Regions from separate parts of the Mus musculus genome. Here regions 1 and 2 are each linked to region 3. A link is a contact called in public HiChIP or PLAC-seq and promoter capture Hi-C data. All regions are on one chromosome and are shown on one strand. The core of a region is the stretch at or near the end of the contact, and the rest is flanking DNA. Distances in the headings are between cores, read along the strand shown. Region 1 overlaps Vps13b (vacuolar protein sorting 13B). Region 2 has its middle 8.1 kb from the start of Gm34316. Region 3 holds the start of Polr2k (polymerase (RNA) II (DNA directed) polypeptide K).

The links. Promoter capture Hi-C pulls out the DNA fragments that hold promoters and counts their contacts. HiChIP or PLAC-seq counts read pairs in DNA pulled down with a chosen protein or histone mark.
Region 1: a contact with region 3 is called in an H3K27ac HiChIP or PLAC-seq map of microglia, with 5 times the contacts expected there. The contact joins the enhancer-like site here to the promoter of Polr2k in region 3. A contact is called at or near these places in 3 of 39 promoter capture datasets (fetal liver, liver and stem cell-derived epiblast-like cells) and 1 of 115 datasets of contacts at active chromatin or transcription factors (microglia).
Region 2: a contact with region 3 is called in a promoter capture Hi-C map of hippocampal neurons, with 2.3 times the contacts expected there. The contact joins the enhancer-like site here to the promoter of Polr2k in region 3. A contact is called at or near these places in 13 of 39 promoter capture datasets (the 3T3-L1 cell line, 3T3-L1-derived adipocytes, the HPC-7 cell line and 9 more), 1 of 15 datasets of contacts at CTCF or cohesin (embryonic stem cells), 1 of 484 Hi-C or Micro-C datasets (DN3 thymocytes), 8 of 115 datasets of contacts at active chromatin or transcription factors (the SCID.adh cell line, T-cell acute lymphoblastic leukemia, bone marrow-derived macrophages and 4 more) and 3 of 9 other capture datasets (liver, macrophages and pancreatic islet).

What each region holds. Positions count from the first base shown.
Region 1 is chr15:35,755,207-35,759,118 of GRCm38.p6, reverse strand. All of the region lies in intron 35 of Vps13b (vacuolar protein sorting 13B), which reads right to left. Among named protein-coding and RNA genes, the nearest start is that of Mir875, 96 kb to the right of the region's middle. Within about 2 kb of position 1,403, at least 81 of the 459 cell types and tissues checked have an H3K27ac peak or open chromatin away from gene starts, as enhancers often do. A contact at or near this core is called in microglia, where this site is marked.
Region 2 is chr15:36,446,343-36,450,537 of GRCm38.p6, reverse strand. No RefSeq gene overlaps it. Among named protein-coding and RNA genes, the nearest start is that of Gm34316, 8.1 kb to the left of the region's middle. Within about 2 kb of position 1,322, at least 63 of the 459 cell types and tissues checked have an H3K27ac peak or open chromatin away from gene starts, as enhancers often do. A contact at or near this core is called in the SCID.adh cell line, hippocampal neurons, neural stem cells and 1 more, where this site is marked.
Region 3 is chr15:36,172,709-36,176,516 of GRCm38.p6, reverse strand. Polr2k (polymerase (RNA) II (DNA directed) polypeptide K) reads right to left here and starts at 2,507. Exons shown (of 4, transcript NM_023127.3): 1 at 2,436-2,507; 2 at 1,461-1,530; 3 at 1,041-1,133. The coding sequence starts at 1,521. It also overlaps a transcript of Spag1 not described here.

The sequences.
Region 1 (3,912 bases), core at 154-2,653, 420 kb after region 3:
AATCCGAGCCTAAACACATCACTTGCTCCAGGAATGTTTGCAGTTTCTTTGGTGCCTACTCCTTGTTTCTTTTGCTCCTCTCCATGGTGATATATTTACATTCATGGAAACAATGCATAGAGCTTCTGGAGAGAGTCACTGCTTTGAGGTAAACTTAGTGAAGTTTCTGTTATCAAGCTGCTAGTGAAAAAAGAGCAGTCACTGGGATCAGAGTGCACAGGCCAGGGCATAGAGTCACTGGGATCAGAGTGCACAGGCCAGGGCATAGAGTCACTGGGATCAGAGCGAGTGCACAGGGCACAGAGTCACTGGGATCAGAGTACACAGGGCACAGAGTCACTGGGATCAGAGCGCACAGGGCACAGAGTCACTGGGATCAGAGTGCACAGGGCACAGAGTCACTGGGATCAGAGTGCACAGGGCACAGAGTCACTGGGATCAGAGCGAGTGCACAGGGCACAGAGTCACTGGGATCAGAGCGAGTGCACAGGGCACAGAGTCACTGGGATCAGAGCGAGTGCACAGGGCACAGAGTCACTGGGATCAGAGTACACAGGGCACAGAGTCACTGGGATCAGAGCGAGTGCACAGGGCACAGAGTCACTGGGATCAGAGCGAGTGCACAGGGCACAGAGTCACTGGGATCAGAGCGAGTGCACAGGCCAGGGCCTAGAACCAGAGGAAGCAAGCAGATTGCAATGGACAGGGTTGCTGGGGTGGCTGGGTGGAATTAAGAGCACATGGGGAGGCAGAAACATGGATCCCTGAGAGAATGCATATCAGGATTCAAACCATCAAGAAAGGCTTTTACTGTCAAATGTGATGATCTGAACATCATTAAAAGGAGTAGGTTTAAATTAATATTATGCAATGACATCAAATTGTTCATCATTGGGATGAGAGATATTTTTGAAAAGGATAAGTAAGGAAAATAAATTATTCTGCTTTTTGATGACAGATACTACAAAGTAACCAAACAGTAGGTGAGAGACTGTTTTTCCTTATAACACTATAACAGCTAATAAATATGTCAAATAGAAATGCAAGAACTAGGAAACTGGTATTTATAACCTCTCAAGAATTTAGGCATTAAGGATCAGTGACTGCAAACATCATACAAAGGTCTCATTTGATAGCATTTGCATCCTGACAGATTGTCACAAAAGCACCTACAACAGTCTCACTTAAACAAGCAAATAGGAACCAAATTAAATAATAAACAAGACCCAATTTATATTAGAAACCACAGAGGAAGGGACAAAGAGGGCAGGGAGAGGCAAGGTTTGATTGATTAAACAGGGAAGTGGAAGGAGGCCAAGATTCCTGGACCTGGTCAGAGAGGCTAATGTAGGACCAGGGAAGAAACTGTGAAGGGAGATTCAGAGGCAGGCTGCTCACAAGCTGCCCATGAGGGCACATGGTGCAAGCCTGCCCAGGGAAGCAGTGAGCACAGAGCAGGCCCCTTCAAAGGACTTGAATAAAAGAAGAATGAATGAGAGGTAATAACTCAGTGGTGAGAGGACACAGGAACAACGCCCTCAGCAATAGCAGTTTTAAAGAAATTTCAACACCACAGGCAGGGAAGGGAAGAGCAAGAGGAAGGGAGAACAGTGGCTTGTTGAAGAGAGTGTGCTCCCTTACTCACTAGGCAGATGGAGAGGCAGTCTTAGAATTGGATAATAAGTAAAAACTATGGTGGGACATTAATAAGTTGTTCATATAAAAGAGGTAGCTGAGGTTACTGTCCAGAGACAAGACGACCCGGGGCTGTGCTCCTGGGAAGCTGCAGGATCCAGTAGGTCAGAGAGAGATGTGTAAGCAGAAGTTAGAAGCTGGTTCCTGTTTCTCTTTTCTTCCTCCCTGGGCTCCACCCTGTGCCCAGCTGCTCTCATCTCTTTCATAGGGAAATAAGTTCTGACACAATGACTGCCCCACACTGACTTCACTGCTGCTGGGTATTACCTCAGCATCCCCACAAGAAGTGTCTGCACTTTTGAGGTCCTATTACTGATCTACTTAGCAGAGCACCACTGGGAGCCCTTCAAAGAGGATTTATACTCCTTCGCTCTCATGTGCATTACTGATTCGATACAAGAAAATTTGGCACTAAAAGCAATTTATTGAAATAAAAAGACAAAAGGTTTATTTAAAAGTCATGTACATATGCACAATTTTGGTTAACCCTTCCCTTCTTTGCCTTTCCCAATCACTATTATCTGCTTGAACTTTTCTGACCCCAGTATTTCCCTTCACTTATTTCCTCTCACCTCTAATCTACTAGCCCCCTTCCAAAGGCATTCATTGCCAACCCAAGGAAGAATTATACTAAAAGGAGAAAAAAAAAAAAAACACCAATAGGTGTGATATGAAAGAGCTGTAGAGGAAACTACCTAAAGGTGGTGGTGGGAGTGAAAGACCAGGAACCATTCAGACCCCCTAGCACCAAGAATGTAGGTTAGCAGGTTCAGTGACCCTGTCCCAGGAACTGGCCAACCACAAAAGTTAGATTAAAATCCTGAGTACAATCTTGAGAAGCAGGGAGTTTCCCCTTGTGATTTTTCACTGGTATTCTCGGCATTTTCCAATAATGCCCTCCCTATCCCCTTGGGCTGTGTTTTTTTTTCCTTTAAATACCCTCTTTCCCAGCTACTCGGGCCGGACTCCTCTACCCCTGAGAGGGATACAGGTCGGCCTCAACGTGCTGGTTCCTGTCAATAAACCTCATGCAATTGCAGCAAGGACAGGTCTTTTGTGAGTTCTTGGCGGATCGAGTCATCCCAAGACTTTAGTGAGGGTCTCCCCTCTTTGGGGGTCTTTCAGGAGTTGGGGGTTAGGGGGACTAGATAAATGTAGGACAGGGAATAGACTAACCAAAATTAAGGCTGTATGAGGAACATGAATTCTAACAATAAGATAATCAAGGCATGTTTTTAAAAACTGGAGTTTGAACAGAGGTTCTCTCGTAGGTGAACAATGTTGTTCTCAGGAGACATGAGTTAGTAAATGAGTATCTCAATGCCATGCATATGTTCCCTTCATTATGCGTTGTCATCAGGGAGGCCCCGGAAATACCATAAAAAAACAATGACTACCATTGCTCTTCACTGCCCATCATAACTAGATGGTAAGATCCTACTTCTAAAGACACAAACACTTATGTTGCAGGACACAGAAAAATCAACTGTGAACTAGAACACTGTATTCCTGCAGGTTAGCTATCACACAGCTCTAGAGTACTATCCTGGCTGCTGGAGGAGAAAAGACACCAGTGATCTTACCCACATTGGATTCTATAGACTACAACAATGACCCATCATATAAACAACACATACTGGTACAGTAGTCAAAGACTGTTTATGAGAATAATAAACTCTCTCTTGATTAGATTTGAGGTCTGCTTTAGAGGAGGAAATTCATGCTTGATAGTACAAACATGGTAAAAAACGAAACAAAAATCAAAACAAACAAACAAACCAAATCATGGCTAGGGAAATTCTAGGCCTTAAGGGAGAACCTATTTATGTGATTTTGCTAAATAGCCATATTGTCAAGCTCCCTTCTAAATATTCATGTTTACCTCTATAGACTTGTGCAGATCTTAACTTGGTTAGTGAAGCTTCTTACTGAAGAGGGTAGTAGTTAATGCAGGGAGGCATCACTATTCAACATGCAGAAAATAAACCACTGTGAAAGCTCAGCCACAGACTGGAGCATCTATCAAGCCTTCCCTTTGTTTAGAGACATTAAAACAGGAGGACTGGAGAAAATGTAAGGGTGAGAGGGCAGGGAGGAGCACTGTGACACACTGGCCTCCACACATGGATATTACACACAGGAACTCACCACTGTTTGTCACCTAGACAAGATCTCTACATTATCAAGAGTGAATATTCTAGCAAGAAATGGGGAGAG
Region 2 (4,195 bases), core at 73-2,572, 280 kb before region 3:
GCTTCTGGCCCTAGCTCCGTGACCTGCAGACCTGCAGGACCTCAGAAGCACAGAGCTCACAGTCCCTAAGGCATCTCCATCAGATGCTGTCACCGTGACTGTCCAGTTCCTTTAGATTCAGCCACTCACACAAGGTTGCACAGCCAAGGAGAATTCGTGGAGGGTGTGAAGGTGGAAGAGGGGAGGTGGACAGAGCTATCTGGGGACCCTGGAACTCAGCCAGAGCGGTTACTACCTTTCACTTGTCCTAGGCCCTGTTCCAACCTCCAGCCCACTCACCTATGAACTGGACAGGCCACCACCCAGAATCCTAGAGCCTAAATACCAAAGCAGAAAGCCTCTTTCCTGCTGGAACCTGGCTTCATCTTTTTTTCTAGGGGACAGGAGAGGCTACTACCCACTGCCTAGAAGAGTCAGATCTGGGGCAGGAGATTAAAGAACAAACTGTGTGCTGGGTGTAGGGAAGCACACCTGCGATCCCAGCACTCAGGAGACTGAGGCAGGGGATGGTTTGTTCCACGCCAGGCTGCGTTACATGGTGATACCCTGTCTCAGGCAAGCAAACATCAACAACACATGTGCTATAAAGAAATGTAATTAGGAGGAGGAGGAGGAGGAAGAGAAGACCTGGCTAACAGAATTGCTTCTTGTAGTAATTTGTGTCAATTTCCCCTAATTCAGAGGACTTGGTGAGAAACTTTTAAACTCATTACAGAAAAGATTCTTTTGAGCCACCAGGGTTTTCTAGAAGTCACATGGCAATGTCACTTTCACATATTAAAACCGAAGCTTGCATTCAGCATTTTCAAAAGCTTCCTGGCGTAGAGACAGCCAGCAGGCCTTCCGTGGGCTGGCTCCCAGGCCTGGGCGAGGTTTCACTGTCCCGTGGAAGGAAAGCCAATGGCAAACTACAGGCTTGGGCTCAGACCTGAAGCCATCCAAAAGGGGGAAAAAAAAGGCTCAGAAAGCCACAGGGAATAACTGATGTCTGTCAGTGGCTCTGTTCTCTTGTTGCTGGGGGGTGCAGGCAGCAGGCAGAGCCCGGTGAGAATGTGAACCCAGCCAGGAGGGACCCCGCCAGGGGGACCTAGCCCCCTCCACATACTGGCCTCACTGGTTCCTGGGGCTCTGTTGGATGGAGACCAAACCCATCCCCAGAAAGAGCCAGAAGCAGGAATCACCACAGTGGCACATCTGCAGAGCTCTGAGCCCCACACAGAAGTCGGGGATGCAGTTCCCGTGGCGACAGCCCCTGGCTGCCATGGACGTGGGATCAGATTTTTTATTTCCTGGGTTCAGAGGAGACCCAGTGTAGAGGGTATAGGGCCTGGCACAGCATGCTGTGTGTGTGTGTGTGGGGGGTGTCTTTGTGTATGTGTGTATGTCTTTGTATCTCTGTGCGTCAGTATGTGTCTTTGTGGGTGTGTGTATGTGTCTATGTGTTTGTGTCTATGTGTGTGTGTATCTGTCTGTGTGTCTGTCTTTGTGTGCACAGATATTTTTGCAGACAACAGGAAGTTTCAGAACCCAGCCTGCCTCTCGCTGTGACTCAGCAGCACTTTCTCCTCACCGAGGGGGCAGCTGAGCAGCAGAGAAAGGCACCTTCTCTGGTCCAGTCCGCCCTGCCACTCAGCCCTACTGCTCTCCCTTAGTTCTGTCTGCTCAACTGCTTGCCGTGTTTCCAGAAATGTTTGGCTCCCAGGGCCACCGTGATCCCACACATAAGCAGAACAGACTCCTGCCACCCACCATTTTGTAATACTGCTGTGGATCTAACCCCAAGCCCAGACTGTGCTTCAGAGAGATGCTCGTAGACCAGCAAAGGGACATCTGTGTGGGACACACTGACAGCGTCCTGATTCCTCCCTGCTGCAAAGTGTGGACTGCAGTCTCCAAAGACCGTCTGCAGTCCTGTCGCAGGGTCAGGAGACACCGTGGCTTATTGTCAAGTGGAGTGTCTGGTTCACAGGAAACTCAAGGAGCTAAACCAGCCATCCCTCCTCTTCCCGCGTCCTCTTCCTGATCCTCCAGTGACAGCAGGATCCACCCCTCTAGACCCATTCATTCAGCACAAATGTGACCTGTAGATTAAACAAATCAGCAGATGCTCCCGGTCCACAGCAGTACTGAGGACATTGTCTGCATGAACAGGCATTTGCCTGTAAGTCACAGACCAGATGTCCTCTCTGCCATCAAAATTTCAAAAAGTGGGCCTGTGTGTGTGTGTGTGTGTGTGTGTGTGTGTGTGTGTGTGTGTGTGTGTGTGTGTAATTGCAGCATCAGGGCTTGGAAGCAGGCCCTGTCTGATGTGCTATATCTGTCACTCACCTGTACTGTGTCCTCACCTTCTCTCATTCTCACATTCCTCATCTGTCCAACGGCTATGAGGGCAGCGACTCCACCACACTGGCTGAGCAAGTAGGGGTTAAATGAGATACTGCAAACAAAGTGTGTCTTTCTCTAGACAGCACTCACAGGAATAAGCAAGTGGAGATTGTTACAGGTCACTCCCAGCCCAGGACTTTTACCTTGTCCTCTCAAGGGAACAAATCTGAAGCTACTGTCTCTCCAGCCTCAGTCTGTTCCCTGCTTCCCAGCTGGATCTTTCTCTTGAAGAGCCCTTGTTGTTGGTCTTTGAGAAAGCCAGCCCACCTCTCAGCTGCCAGCTCCTTCATATGTCCCTGTGTCTGTGCGAGTGTGGTGCTCACTGGCCGGCCCAAGGATGAGCTGGGGTGCCGTGTGGTCACATGGGGTCACAGGCCAGATGTGGAAACGTGGGTTCTGACAAGCTTGGAGCTTTGAGTTCTATTATGCCCTGGGATGTAGGACGTCGTCAGTCAAACCCTCTGCCCTCTCTCTGCTCAGGGCTGTGGGATGGACCTCAGGCAAGCCCTCTACCCTCTCTCTGCTTGGTCAGAGCTATAGGACCCAAGCTGTTCCCAGAGCTGATTTGAACACCTAGTAATCAGCTGTGGTAGTTACCTACTAAAACCAACATGCCTAAGCCAGGGTTTCTCAACCTGTGGATTGCGACCCCCTTGGGTTGAATGACCCTTTTACAGCGGTCACCTAAGGCTATCAAAAAATATAAATATCTGCATTATAATTCATAACTAGCACAGTTACAGTTATGAAGTAATAAGAAAATGATTTATGGTTGAGGTTCACCACAGCATGAGGTATTAAAGGGTCACAGCACTAGGAAGGCTGAGAACCACTGTTCTAAATACTGGCTCAGCTAGCTTCTGCTGCAGAGGTACTGTGGCACCAGGCATTGGCAAATACCCAAACCTCAGGCACTCTCTTGAGCTGGGTAAGGCCTCCACCTCATGCATTCACTGGCTCAGACCTTGTAGAGGGACACTCAGAGATGAGGCTAGCTCTCAGAAGGCCTTGGCTAAGTGAGGCTGCCTTCAAGGGCATCTCTTCTGCTCACTAGGAAGTTACAAATGTGTTGGGGATGGGGTGGGGTCTTGGTGTTTGCTGTCCCATGGGTCACCATGGACCCATGTCACTTGATCATGGGAATTGTTTTCACATGAACACTCTGTATATCATCAACATGTTACAGAAGATGTAAATACTTCAGAGCCCAGTTGCCAGGTACACATTCCCTGTCCAGACCAAGCCAGCAACATGTATGGGTCCCTCCTTCCCTGTCTGGAAGAGAAGCCCTGAAGATGTTCATCATGCTCAGAGCTTGGAAAGGCTCTGTGTCTGTCATGACTCCTTGGGCACAGCATTTAGGAAGACTTTGAGGCACCCAAAGAGGTACAGAACCTCTTCCACAGCATCATGATAACCCTGACCACCCTCAAACCCACTTCCTACATCCCAGCGATGCAAGGCTGAAGCTGACAAGGACACTAGGTCCAGCTGCTCAGACATCCAAGGTTATCTCTGCCTCCAGGGAGAGTCTGCTGGGGTGCAGTCTGTTGAGACAGGCCAGATGGTCACTCAGGGAGGCCTTGGATTCCTGCTGCATTTGTTGCAGCCTTCGGACTCCCACAGTGAGGATTAAAAACCGCTAGTCTCTTTCTGAGGCTGTGACAGTACCCAATGTTCCAGATAGCAAAGTAGGAACACCTTCTTCAAAACCACCAGAAAGCAAGTACAAACGGCATTTCTTGGTCTCTATCTTACCAGTGAGTTTATATCCTTATTTATTTTAGAACTGTGTTCTTTGTGAATACAG
Region 3 (3,808 bases), core at 1,258-3,757:
AAGAATAAATAAGCAAAAATATTTTTAAAAAACTCACTGAAGCAATTGATGACTTTTTTTTTCCTTTTGGTTTTTCAAGACAGGGTTTCTCTGTATAGCCCTGGCTGTCCTGGAACTCACTTTGTAGAGCAGGCTGACTTTTAAGAGTTTGTGTTGGTTAACATGAAACAGTTTGTAGGCCTCACTATTTTTCATTAAGTTATTAACTTCTTCTATACTTTAGATTGTTCATAACCAACAACAAACAATGACTACTAGTAAAAACAAAGATTTCCTGAGAAGTAAAAAAGACTTACTGAGAGCCCATAATGAATGGTACATGAAAATGCTAATCATGTTTACAAAAAAAAAAAAAAAAAAAAAAAAAAAAGGGAAGAAACACATTGGCAGTACATGCCTTTAATCCTGGTATTTGGAGGTTGGGGGTAGGAAGAGGTAGGCAGATCTCTGAGTTTGAGGCCAGAGTTTTAGGATGGTCAGTGATACCCTAAATAAATGAATAAATTGAAAATGTACTTATTAGGGTTTAAATTTCTTTACTTAGGTTTATTTTATGCATGAGTGCTTTTGCCTGCATGCATATATTGTACCATTTGGGTCCCTAGGGTCAGGGGTCTGTCTATCCAACCACCTGTGACTGTGAGCAATCATGGTTCTAGAAATGGGCCCTTGGATAAACCAGGCAATGCTGTTATCTGCTGATCCGTTTCTCTAGCCCCCATTTGGTTCTTTGAGACTGGGTCTCACTAAGTAGCTCTAGCTGGTCTGGAATACTAAACATAGACCAAGCTGGCCTTGAATTCACCGGGCCCCGCCGCCCAAGTTTTGGGAAAAATAAATCCTATTAAAATAATTAATCTGGGTGTACCTCCTGTGGAGTCTCCACTCTCTCAGCTCTCATTCTTAATAAGTCCACATGCACTCTACTTAAAAAATAGATAATCCAAAAGTTATTACTACTTTTATCGGGTCTTAGTCTTTATCAGTCCAAGTATTAGTCACTTCCTCTGCACATTTAGAACATGTGCTTGAAAGGATACATCTTTTAGTCCTTTTCTTGTACATTATTCTGTATCCACATTCTCTGCATCTGATGGGATCCCTGGACTTTATCTCATTTTCGGTGTGACACTCTGGGAAAGAAAGCACATTTATTCAATGCTTGAAAGAGAAACACTATGGGGGAAGCAAATGATAACTACAGATTTCAACTGGAGCAAACCAAAAGGCACCAAAGCATCCAAGTGCCCGATTATTGCCAAAACAGACCAAGGAGAAAGAAGGGCTGTAGGCAGTACACCTTTTCCAGATAAAAGGAAGAGATCTTAATAAGGGAGGGGGATTTTACATTAACAATCGCTAAAGTGCTCCACGTTATAATTTTACTCATGTAAGAGAGGATTTTTGGGTGGTGGTTGTTTTTTTAAGTAAAGCATTATTTAAATGAATGTCAATTTTACCTCCACAAATATATATCATTGGCTGCTGCTTTGGTGGTTGAACATCTTTCTGAGCGTCCATTGTTAGTGCCTGAAATCAGAGACAAAGACTGAGTATCAGGGTCTTCGCACAAAACATGCCTCTTTTTTTTTTTTCTCAGACGCAATACAAGGTTCTTATTTTCCGGCCTTAGAGAAAAACGCAATAGAATGTTTGCCTAGCATGCAGAGGCCCAAGGATAAATACCCAGTATTACAGATGGGGAAACAAAAAAAAAAAAAAAAAAAAAAAAAGGAAAAGTCGCAATTCTTTATCTATACCTATAGTTCCCCCAAACTGTGGTGTGGGCTGGGTCTTAAGAATAAAACACATTTTCGCCGGGCGGTGGTGGCACACGCCTTTAATCCCAGCACTTGGGAGGCAGAGGCAGACGGATTTCTGAGTTCCAGGCCAGCCTGGTCTACAAATCGAGTTCCAGGACAGCCAGGGCTACACAAAGAAACCCTGTCTCGAAACAAAACAAAACAAAACAAAACAAAACAAAACAAAACCCACAATTTCAATAATAATAAACACCAGGGGGAATGTTTATTACAGTCTTCACGATCCTAGAGTGTATTACTCTTTACACAAGAGTAATACACTAATAGGCTAAGGAGAGGTTTGTTTGCCCAATCTCACTCCTCAAAGGAATTCAGATCTGACCTAGGAGCAATAGCTCCATCAAAGCTTGTCTCGAGACTAACTCCACCGGGGATCTTTATTTACGCGCTTGGTTCTTTGAAAAGACTTTGAGAGTCTTCACTTTGTAACCTAAGCCAGGCTCAAAGTCAAGGCGCTGGTTGAAGGCGGAATTCTCCTACCTCTGCTTCCAAGCGCTCAAATGGCAGGAGTGTGCTACCTCTCCCGGCTGCCCACAAAGATTTTAAAGCCAAGTGTCTCTCCTGGTTTTGCCACAAATTTACTTCCAAAATCATCAGCCGGAGACTCCCTACCTCCACAGCTGGAAGAAGCGTCCCTTCTCTGAGCACGCAAAAGCTTTTTCCGGCGCTGCCTCGCCAACTTCCGGCGCCGATTTATGACGAAACGAAGCCCCGCCCCCTCTCCCTCGCAGTGCGGGGGGACTGGCGCTTCTGTTTCTGAGGCAGGTTACAGCGTTTTTCTCCTACCTGCTTCCTGTGGGGTTTTGTTTTGTTTTTATTTGCCCTTCTCTCTGGGGTAGCAAAACATCTCCACAGCTCGGCATTCGAAGGTTTGTGCTTGTGTAATGGCAGATACAGGAGGAACCCAAGACAGGCAATGCTGGAGTCTTAACCGACCCGATGCTTAGGCGAACACCAGCAGGCTACCCTACCAATACTTCACGATTTGACACTTCGCACATGGCGGTTTTCAAATTGTTCAATGCCCGTGTGGGTTTTTTGTTTGCTTGTTTGTTTGTTTTCAATTTCCAGTTCTCTCCTAGTTTCCTGTCACCTCTCTTTTTTATGTTGGGGAGTGGAAAGAGAGGGAAAGGGGAAGCCCAGGCTGAGACTGCTCTTAAACCCGTACAATCCTCTGTCTTCGCCGCCTCAATGCTGAGATTAATCGCGCAAATCACAACGCCTGCCATCTCCCTCCCTTTTTGAAGCCAAGGCTTTCTTACGGCAGCTCCATCAATTACTTCGACTAGTTGGTGGCTTTAGCTTTTCTCTTAGTACTCTCCTTCCTGTGTTTGACCAGTTCAGTAGAGTACAGGTGTGTGTTCTCACACATCAAAATTGGAACTCAGTAAAACACATCTGTTGGGTTCAGGACGTTTACATTCAATTATTTCACACCAGTCGTTTATTTTAATAATAGGATGGATAACCTGAAGGGATTCAAGTAAAAACAGTTGTTAACTATTAAAGAGATGGCTTCTCTCCCAGTGGGCACTCTGGTAACTTAGTAAACTACTCTCCATTCTCCATCCATCAAGAAGAACTTTGAGCTTTGTCTTTCATTTCTAGTTCAAACCTTTGATATTCACAGACCATCTTGAGAAATTCCAGTCTTCCTAGATGACAATTAAATTTGTTTTTTTAGAATTGCTGGCTTAATAAGCAGTAATTTATTACTTAAGCAGTAATAAAATGCTTGTTTAGCATGCATGAGCTCACAGTGATAATTTCTTTCAGAAGGAAATCAGAAAAACAGTACTTTCCAGCTTCTTCCTCTACATCCAGACTAACAGCATATTTTGACCAGCAGCCATGTTTCAAAGTACCCCTTCTCCTCAACAAGCAGGAAGAGGAAAACAAGTGTGCACACTAAACATCTGTACAATGACACTAGGTTAAGCCCATGGGTATTGTAAGAGGACTTCATACTGCAAGCAGATTTGAAG